Regions from separate parts of the Sus scrofa genome. Here region 2 is linked to region 1. Evidence: chromatin contacts called from public HiChIP or PLAC-seq data. All regions are on one chromosome and are shown on one strand. Each heading gives the region's core, a stretch centred on a gene start, on an enhancer-like site or on the middle of the called end of the contact. The rest is flanking DNA. Distances are from core to core; before and after follow the strand shown. Region 1 holds the start of SEC61A2 (protein transport protein Sec61 subunit alpha). Region 2 holds the start of DHTKD1 (probable 2-oxoglutarate dehydrogenase E1 component DHKTD1, mitochondrial).

What was found. HiChIP or PLAC-seq counts read pairs in DNA pulled down with a chosen protein or histone mark.
Region 2: an H3K27ac HiChIP or PLAC-seq map of alveolar macrophages shows a contact between it and region 1. The contact joins the promoter of DHTKD1 here to the promoter of SEC61A2 in region 1. A contact is called at or near these places in 1 of 5 promoter capture datasets (liver), 4 of 47 Hi-C or Micro-C datasets (adipocytes, alveolar macrophages, heart right ventricle and 1 more) and 1 of 2 datasets of contacts at active chromatin or transcription factors (alveolar macrophages).

Annotation. Positions count from the first base shown.
Region 1 is chr10:59,815,244-59,818,624 of Sscrofa11.1, reverse strand. It overlaps SEC61A2 (protein transport protein Sec61 subunit alpha), which reads left to right and starts at 1,586. Exons shown (of 12, transcript XM_003130808.6): 1 at 1,586-1,768. The coding sequence starts at 1,762.
Region 2 is chr10:59,873,456-59,876,836 of Sscrofa11.1, reverse strand. It overlaps DHTKD1 (probable 2-oxoglutarate dehydrogenase E1 component DHKTD1, mitochondrial), which reads left to right and starts at 1,515. Exons shown (of 16, transcript XM_021064993.1): 1 at 1,515-1,853. The coding sequence starts at 1,700.

The DNA.
Region 1 (3,381 bases), core at 337-2,836:
AGGGAGGAGAGAAAGGGGGTAGAATGGGGGCTCAGAGTAGAGTCAGGGAAGTGAAAAATTACACAGAACGGGAGGGCTTGGTCCATGTGAAAGCCATCCAGGCCTGTTAAGTGGTGAGAACTGCAGTTAGGCTCCTATCCTTCCACAGAGGCTGGGAGCCATGGATGCTGTCCATCTCCGAGTGCAACAAGGGGTCAATTCTTCCGGCAGCCTTGAGCTCCCCAGGCAGATACTTTAAGGGGGCCGGGGTCAGCCTAGGGATGGATGTATTAGGAATTACATGTTGCATTTATTCAACTCTTTATTGTCCAAGGTAAGGCCTAGTGGAAAAAGGGTTCAGAGGAGCCTGGCTAGAGTGTGGGCAAAGAGAAGTGTGTGTGTGCGCGCACGCCCGTGAGCACTTATGTATTTTGCTTCCTTCTTGGACATAGATCTGAATGTTAAAACGGATCATTGGATTTGGTGATTATAAGTGATTAAGTGACCTTTGAAGTTGCTTGTTTCATCAGGTGTTAGAGCAGAAGTTAGATCACAGGGGTTTGAAATTTGAGTAAGGAGGAGTTCCCATCACGGCGAAGTGGAAATGAATCCAACTAGGAACCATGAGGTTGTGGGTTCGATCCCTGGCCTAGCTCAGTGGGTTAAGGATGTGGCCTTGCGTGAGCTGTGGTATAAGTTGCAGACGCAGCTCAGATCTGGCTTTGCTCTGGCTGTGGCGTAGGCCAGCAGCTATAGCTCTGATTAGACATCTAGCCTGGGAACCTCCTTGTGCTACCGGTGTGGCTCCAAAAAGACAAAAAAGAAAGAAAAAAAAAAAGAAATAGGAATTAGGAGTTCCCATCAGGGCTCAGCGGTTAACAAACCTGACTAGCATCCATGAGGAGGCAGGTTCCATCCTTGGCCTCCCTCAGTGGGTTAAGGATCCAGCATTGCTGTGAGCTATGGAGAAGGTTGCAGACACAGCTTGGATCTGGTGTTTCCGTGGCTGTGGTGTAGGTGGCAGCTGTAGCTCTGATTTGACCTCCATATGCCTCGGGTGCGGCCCTAAAGATGCGGGAAAAAAAAAAAAAAAAAAAAAAGAATTAAAAATGTGAGGCCAGCAGATTTTTAAGGCTGTATTGCTTTCCTTTATACTATCCTGTCTGAGAGGGGACAAAAGGGATTAGTCCAGAGGGACAAAATTCTGATCTATTTCGGAGAAGCTAAAGAGTGTAGAGTGTAAGAGGGAGATAGTGGAGCGTTCAGAAGCTATTAATTTGGACAAAATGTCCCAAGTTTCTGAAAACTTCCTAGAGGTTCCAATAATTTGGAAGCAAAATAAAAAGTTTGTTTGGGTGACGCTGGTTCTAGGGGCTGCTGTTTCAGGCCTTGGGATCGAATCCGGCCTGCGTTCCTGGGGCTGCCGCTCTGGCTGGCAAAGAGATGACCCTTGCTGGACACTGAACTCGGAGACGTGCTCCCAGCATAAAGGCCTGGTTTGCTGTAGCCTCACAGAGCTTCCCTGCTCCAGGACCCCGCGTGAGCACGCCCTCGGGAGCGCCGGCGGTGGCCATGGCAACGCGGTGACGTCAGCGCACCAGCGGCCAACGGCCAGCGCCTCGTCGGGGGGCGGGGCAGGGCGCGTGTCACGTGGCTCGGGGCGGAGCCTGTGCCGGGCTGGCCGGAGCGCGTCGGGAGCTGGCGCCGAGGCCCCAGACGCGGGACCCGAGCTAAGGCCGCTCCGAGGCCGCTGGGCCCCGCCGGGCCACCGCAGCCGCCGCCATGGGCAGTGAGTAGCGGCGGCGAGGCTCCCGCCGGGGGCGCAGGCGCCGACGAACCGCGGGAGTGGGGTTGGCGCCCGCCCTGGCGTCGTCCGGCCCGCGGGCGGGGAGGCGCGGGCTGCGCCGGGCAGCTGCGGAGGGCGTGGGTTGGGGACCTCCGCCGAGGCGCCGCCAGTGCGAGGCCTCGCCAGGCCAGTTGCAGGGACCCGACCTGGAGGCCCAGGATCTAAGTTCAGTGGGTGGCGAGGAGCGGAGGACCGCGCGGGGAGGCCATTGGTTTCGGGGGCGGGGAGTTAGGCAACCGGGCGAAAACTGGACCACTGTTAATTTTTCAGGGGCTTTGGAAACTCATATTTTTATTCCCAAGTCACCCTTCCTTGGTATGTTAGTTGTGACGAGTGAAGCTCCCTGATTTGTTTCATTTTTTTTAAAAGCGATGCATGGCGTGTGTTGTAGGCGAGGAAAGGAGGTTGGTGGTATAGCATTTTCCTTAAATTTTGTATTTAAGTCATTCTGTAAGCATTTACTGAAAACTCAGCATAAGGGCATATAAGCTTTGGGGACAAGGCCTTGTATAATGGGGATCTTTTGAGGGCCGTCTCCCGAACGCAACACCACGTATCTTCGCAAATATTCTTACATAGCTGTTCGGGTGATTGTTGGATGAATGGATTACCGCAAACCCAAGCTGTGCACCCATTGGCCAGCCAACTAGGAGACATTTGGGGAAGCTAGGAAGGAAGTAGGGGCGACACTTGGGCTTGAATTTTCAGTATAAAGGGTTAAATTTTGCAACACAGGAGTAGACAAGTGGCAGACAAAAGCATTGCTTGAACCTGAACACTCCAACGCATGTGATCATAAGCCAAGAAACCTGGGAGGGCACGTGGTTGAAATGGGAACGAAAAGGGGTGACGGGGATTCCAGGACATTTCCTGATGGGATTGACGTTGGTTCTGCATTGGAGATGAACATTTTCCATAATTCACATTTACTTTCAAAGTCATCTGAAATGGTACGTGGCCGACACACACCTGCCCATGAGCATTTTCGGCATTCTTCTGCCAAACATCAGTGGCTGCCATCATTTTGGGAGGTTTTATAGCAAGAGCGTAGAGTCCCCTTTTGGCTAACTGCTGAGGTGTCACTCCGCACGTCAGGTGTAAAACAATTTCGTGATGTCAGTGAACAGAATCCCGTGTTTGTGAGGGAAGATGACCACCGCTAATAGCTCGTTGTGGCTTCTTGTGTTTCTGGACATGGCAGACACTGGCAAAGGCTGAGGAATTGTCATTTTCATCCTCCAGTTCTTTGGCAGGACTTGACTCAAGCCATGCCAGAAGAGAGTGCCTAGCCTTAAAGAACCTTCAGTGATCTTACTTTTATATATTACGAGTTGTCTGGGAAAACAGTACTTTCTAATGAAGTGTCATTGTCCTTACCTGGGCTGATGACTGCACAAGGGCTGAGAGGTCCTTAGGTGGGAGAGCGACCCGCAGTGAATAGTGACCTAAGGAAATGAAGCAGAGATTGAATACAGTGTTTTAAAAACCTGTTTATAAAAGGTGGTGCCGTGATGTTTCTCACTTGTGCATCACGGTGTGTTTCAGTCCCAGATGCA
Region 2 (3,381 bases), core at 266-2,765, 58 kb before region 1:
GCCACAACGGGAACTCCCAAAATAAATTTTAAAATAAAATAACATTTTAAAAAAAGAATCATTGAAATACGCTTAAGTAGGCAACAATTTAGTTAACTCAAATTATGACATATCTAGTACTCAGGAAACATCAAAATTGTACTAATGTAATAACGAAATGTATGGAGTACCATGAAGGTGTCTAATAGGGAGAATGAAATTAGCCATGGGGGCCAGGAATACCTTTCTTCAGGAAGTAACTCCAAGCCCAGTGGAGAAGGAGGGTTGGAATCATCCAGTGTTGTTGGGGGTGGGGTCGGGAGGAAGAAGAGCTGTCCTGGTGGAGGGAATTGTTTGCGTGAAAACCCTGAAGTTCTAGGGTGCCTTCCACTTGGAGGTTCCCCTGACACACCTGTCTATGCTTGCAGGGCAACTGTACATGTCTGGATTACAGCGTCTTTCATACTGTGTGTTGAAGTCAGCCGGCAACGACTGGGAATGGATTAGGGGCAGAGACTGTATTTTAGCAATCTCTGTGACCCAGCAGAGGGCTCTGTGTGAATAGTGATTGAAAGAGTCTAGGGGGAAAATATCTTGGGCTCATGTGATGTGTGTAATGTTCTTAGAAGTTTGGGGTGCAGCTGCCCTGGTGACTGGAATGATGAATGACTGACTGGGAAGAATTCAGAGCCCCTCTTCCCCATCATGCTGGTAAAGGTACACCACGAGGGAAACTCCAAGGTGAGCCTTGAAATAAAAAGAAACTCTAGGAGTTCCTTCATTGCGCAGCGGAAACGAATCTTACTAGGAACCATGAGGTTGCAGGTTCCATCCCTGGCCTCGCTCAGTGGGTTAAGGATCCGGCTTTGCTGTGATCTGTGGTGTAGGTCGCAATCGCGGCTCGGATCCCGAGTTGCTGTGGCTGTGGCTGTGGCGGAGGCGGCGGCTACAGTTCCGATTGGACCCCTAGCCTGGGAACCTCCAAGTGCTGCAGGTGCGGCCCTCAAAAGACGAAAAGAAAATCTGTCGTAGAAAGACCAACCAAGAATTGCATCTATATCTATACTGCTGAAATCCGCTTCCAATTTCTCTTCACTTCTATTCGTTCCTATAGCTGCTTTCTCCTCTAATTTACTCCTTCTCCCTCAGTGTTTCTTGCAAAAATACAGATGGACGGGGTGTTGATTTTCTGGCTCCTTCCTGCGACCTTCCCTTCTTGAGTCCCTTCGTCTCAGTCCCAACCACTTTTGATGCACCCCGTCGTTTTCATAGGAGACTGCATCATGTGTGTGGGGTTGTGCTCCGGGGCTTCCAAGGAGGAGGGCGTGGGTGATCACTCCTGCGGGAGACTGCAGCATATACAGATAAATCATGGTTTGTACCAGAAAGCTGGTGATGCTCGGCTCAACACTCCCCGCTTTCCCAAATCCAGGGCAGCCCTCAGCCTCTAGGACCGCTCGAGTCCAGCGGGATCTAGGGGCGTGGCTACGTCCAGGGGGCCGCTGATCTGGATTGGCTCCAAGGGCCGAGATGGCCAATTAGGAGTGGGGGCGTTGTCTCGGAGGCGGAGTTTCAGCGGAGGGCTTATTTCTCTTGCCTCCCGCCTCTCCCTAGAGGTGGATACCCAGTAGTCCAGCGGCGTAGGAGCCACCTTCCTTCCTGGTGGCTGCAACCCCTCGATCTCCCGCCGAAGTCTCCAGGCCTGAGAGCCTGGCCGAACATGGCCTTGGCTACTGTGGCAGCAGCAAGACTGGGCCTCAGCCGGGCTCCTTCGCTCCTTCGGCGTGGCTACCAGACGGAGAGGGGTGTCTACGGCTACCGGCCGAGGAAGCGTGAGAGCCGGGAGCCCCAGGGCGGCCTGGCGCGTCCCTCAGGTGGGGGTTGGGGCCCGGGCGGTGGGCATGGGGGTTGAAGAGGCAGGGGGCTTTCTTGCCAGGCCTGCTGTGGGGTACTGCTGTGGGGGCGGGGCGTCCGGGGAGCCTCAGTGTGCGCGCGGCGAATTGGGAGAGAGGGGAGGCGAGAGGGCAGAGGGAGACAGACGTGCGTATTGTCAGTGTCTCCTCCCCGTCCGGAACGGTTTTGTGATCTCTAATCTTCTTTTCTTGGTCGTAAAATGTCTGGGAACTTAGCTCTTTGCCAAGGCGGGGCTTCGGGAAAAGAAAAGTTCTAAGATGTTCCAGCTCCTGGAATGTCCCCAAGGATACATTTCCAGGGCCCTCTCCAGGGCTGGTGTGAGCTGGGATGGGTGGGGATCACGACTGTACTGCTGGGGTGAAGAGAGCAGTTAGCTGGTACCAAGACCATAGTATATATTATCCGTTTGTCTCCTCTATCTGGCCTTTTTAATTTCAGTGTGGTTTTTTGTTTTTTTGTTTTTTTGTTTTTTTGATTTTTTTGGTTTTTGTTTTCCTCTTCCTTGGCATGTAGAAGTTTGGAAGTTCCTGGGCAGGGATCAGGCAGTGCCAGAGTGTAACAAGGCCAGATCTTTAACCTGTTGTGCCACAAGGGAACTCCCTGATTTCAGAGTTTAAAACTTTTAGTTGAACAGCAAGGTCCCACTGTATAGCACAGAGAACTATGTATATATGTGTATATGTGTATAACTGAGTCATTTGTGGAATAGCAGAAATTAACACGACATCATAAATCAACTACACTTCAATAAAATTTTAAAAGCGTGCTGAATTTGGAACCATGTTACTGGTGGTTTTAATGGATTAGGAGACATGAGTATCAGTTTTTGGAACCTCTGTTGGATTCTCATGTGTAAGAGACTAATTTTGAGTATTTGGATTATGCTCCAAAATGATTTGTTTGTTTGTTTTTTGTTTTGTCTTTTTGCTATTTCTTTGGGCCGCTCCCGCAGCATATGGAGGTTCCCAGGCTAGGGGTCCAATCAGAGCTGTGGCTGCCGGCCTACACCAGAGCCACAGCAATGCGGGATCCGAGCCGCGTCTGCAACCTACACCACAGCTCACGGCAATGCTGGATCCTCAACCCACTGAGCGAGGCCAGGGGTTGAACCTGCATTCTAATGGATATAAGTCAGGTTCTTAACCCCAACAATTAAGATCCCTTCATCATCTAAGCACTTGATATTTGAATAGTACATCACACACTGGAACCTTAATACTTTGTTCTTGATCTCAGGGGACATTTAAAATAAAACCGATTTCTCTTTCTTGAGTGCAAAGGGTTTCTTTAGGGAAAGCATTTTAGCCAATTAGACTGGTACTCCCTTGAGAGTAAGACTATAGGTATCTTATTTCACTTTGCAAATTGAGTATTTAGAATTTTACACATTAGTTGTGCTCAAACTGAAATGTACATTCAAGTGACTTTGAATGGTGTTTAAAATGTTAGTTTCCAGGCCTCCCTCTCTCCTCCCTGCCCTTCCCTTCC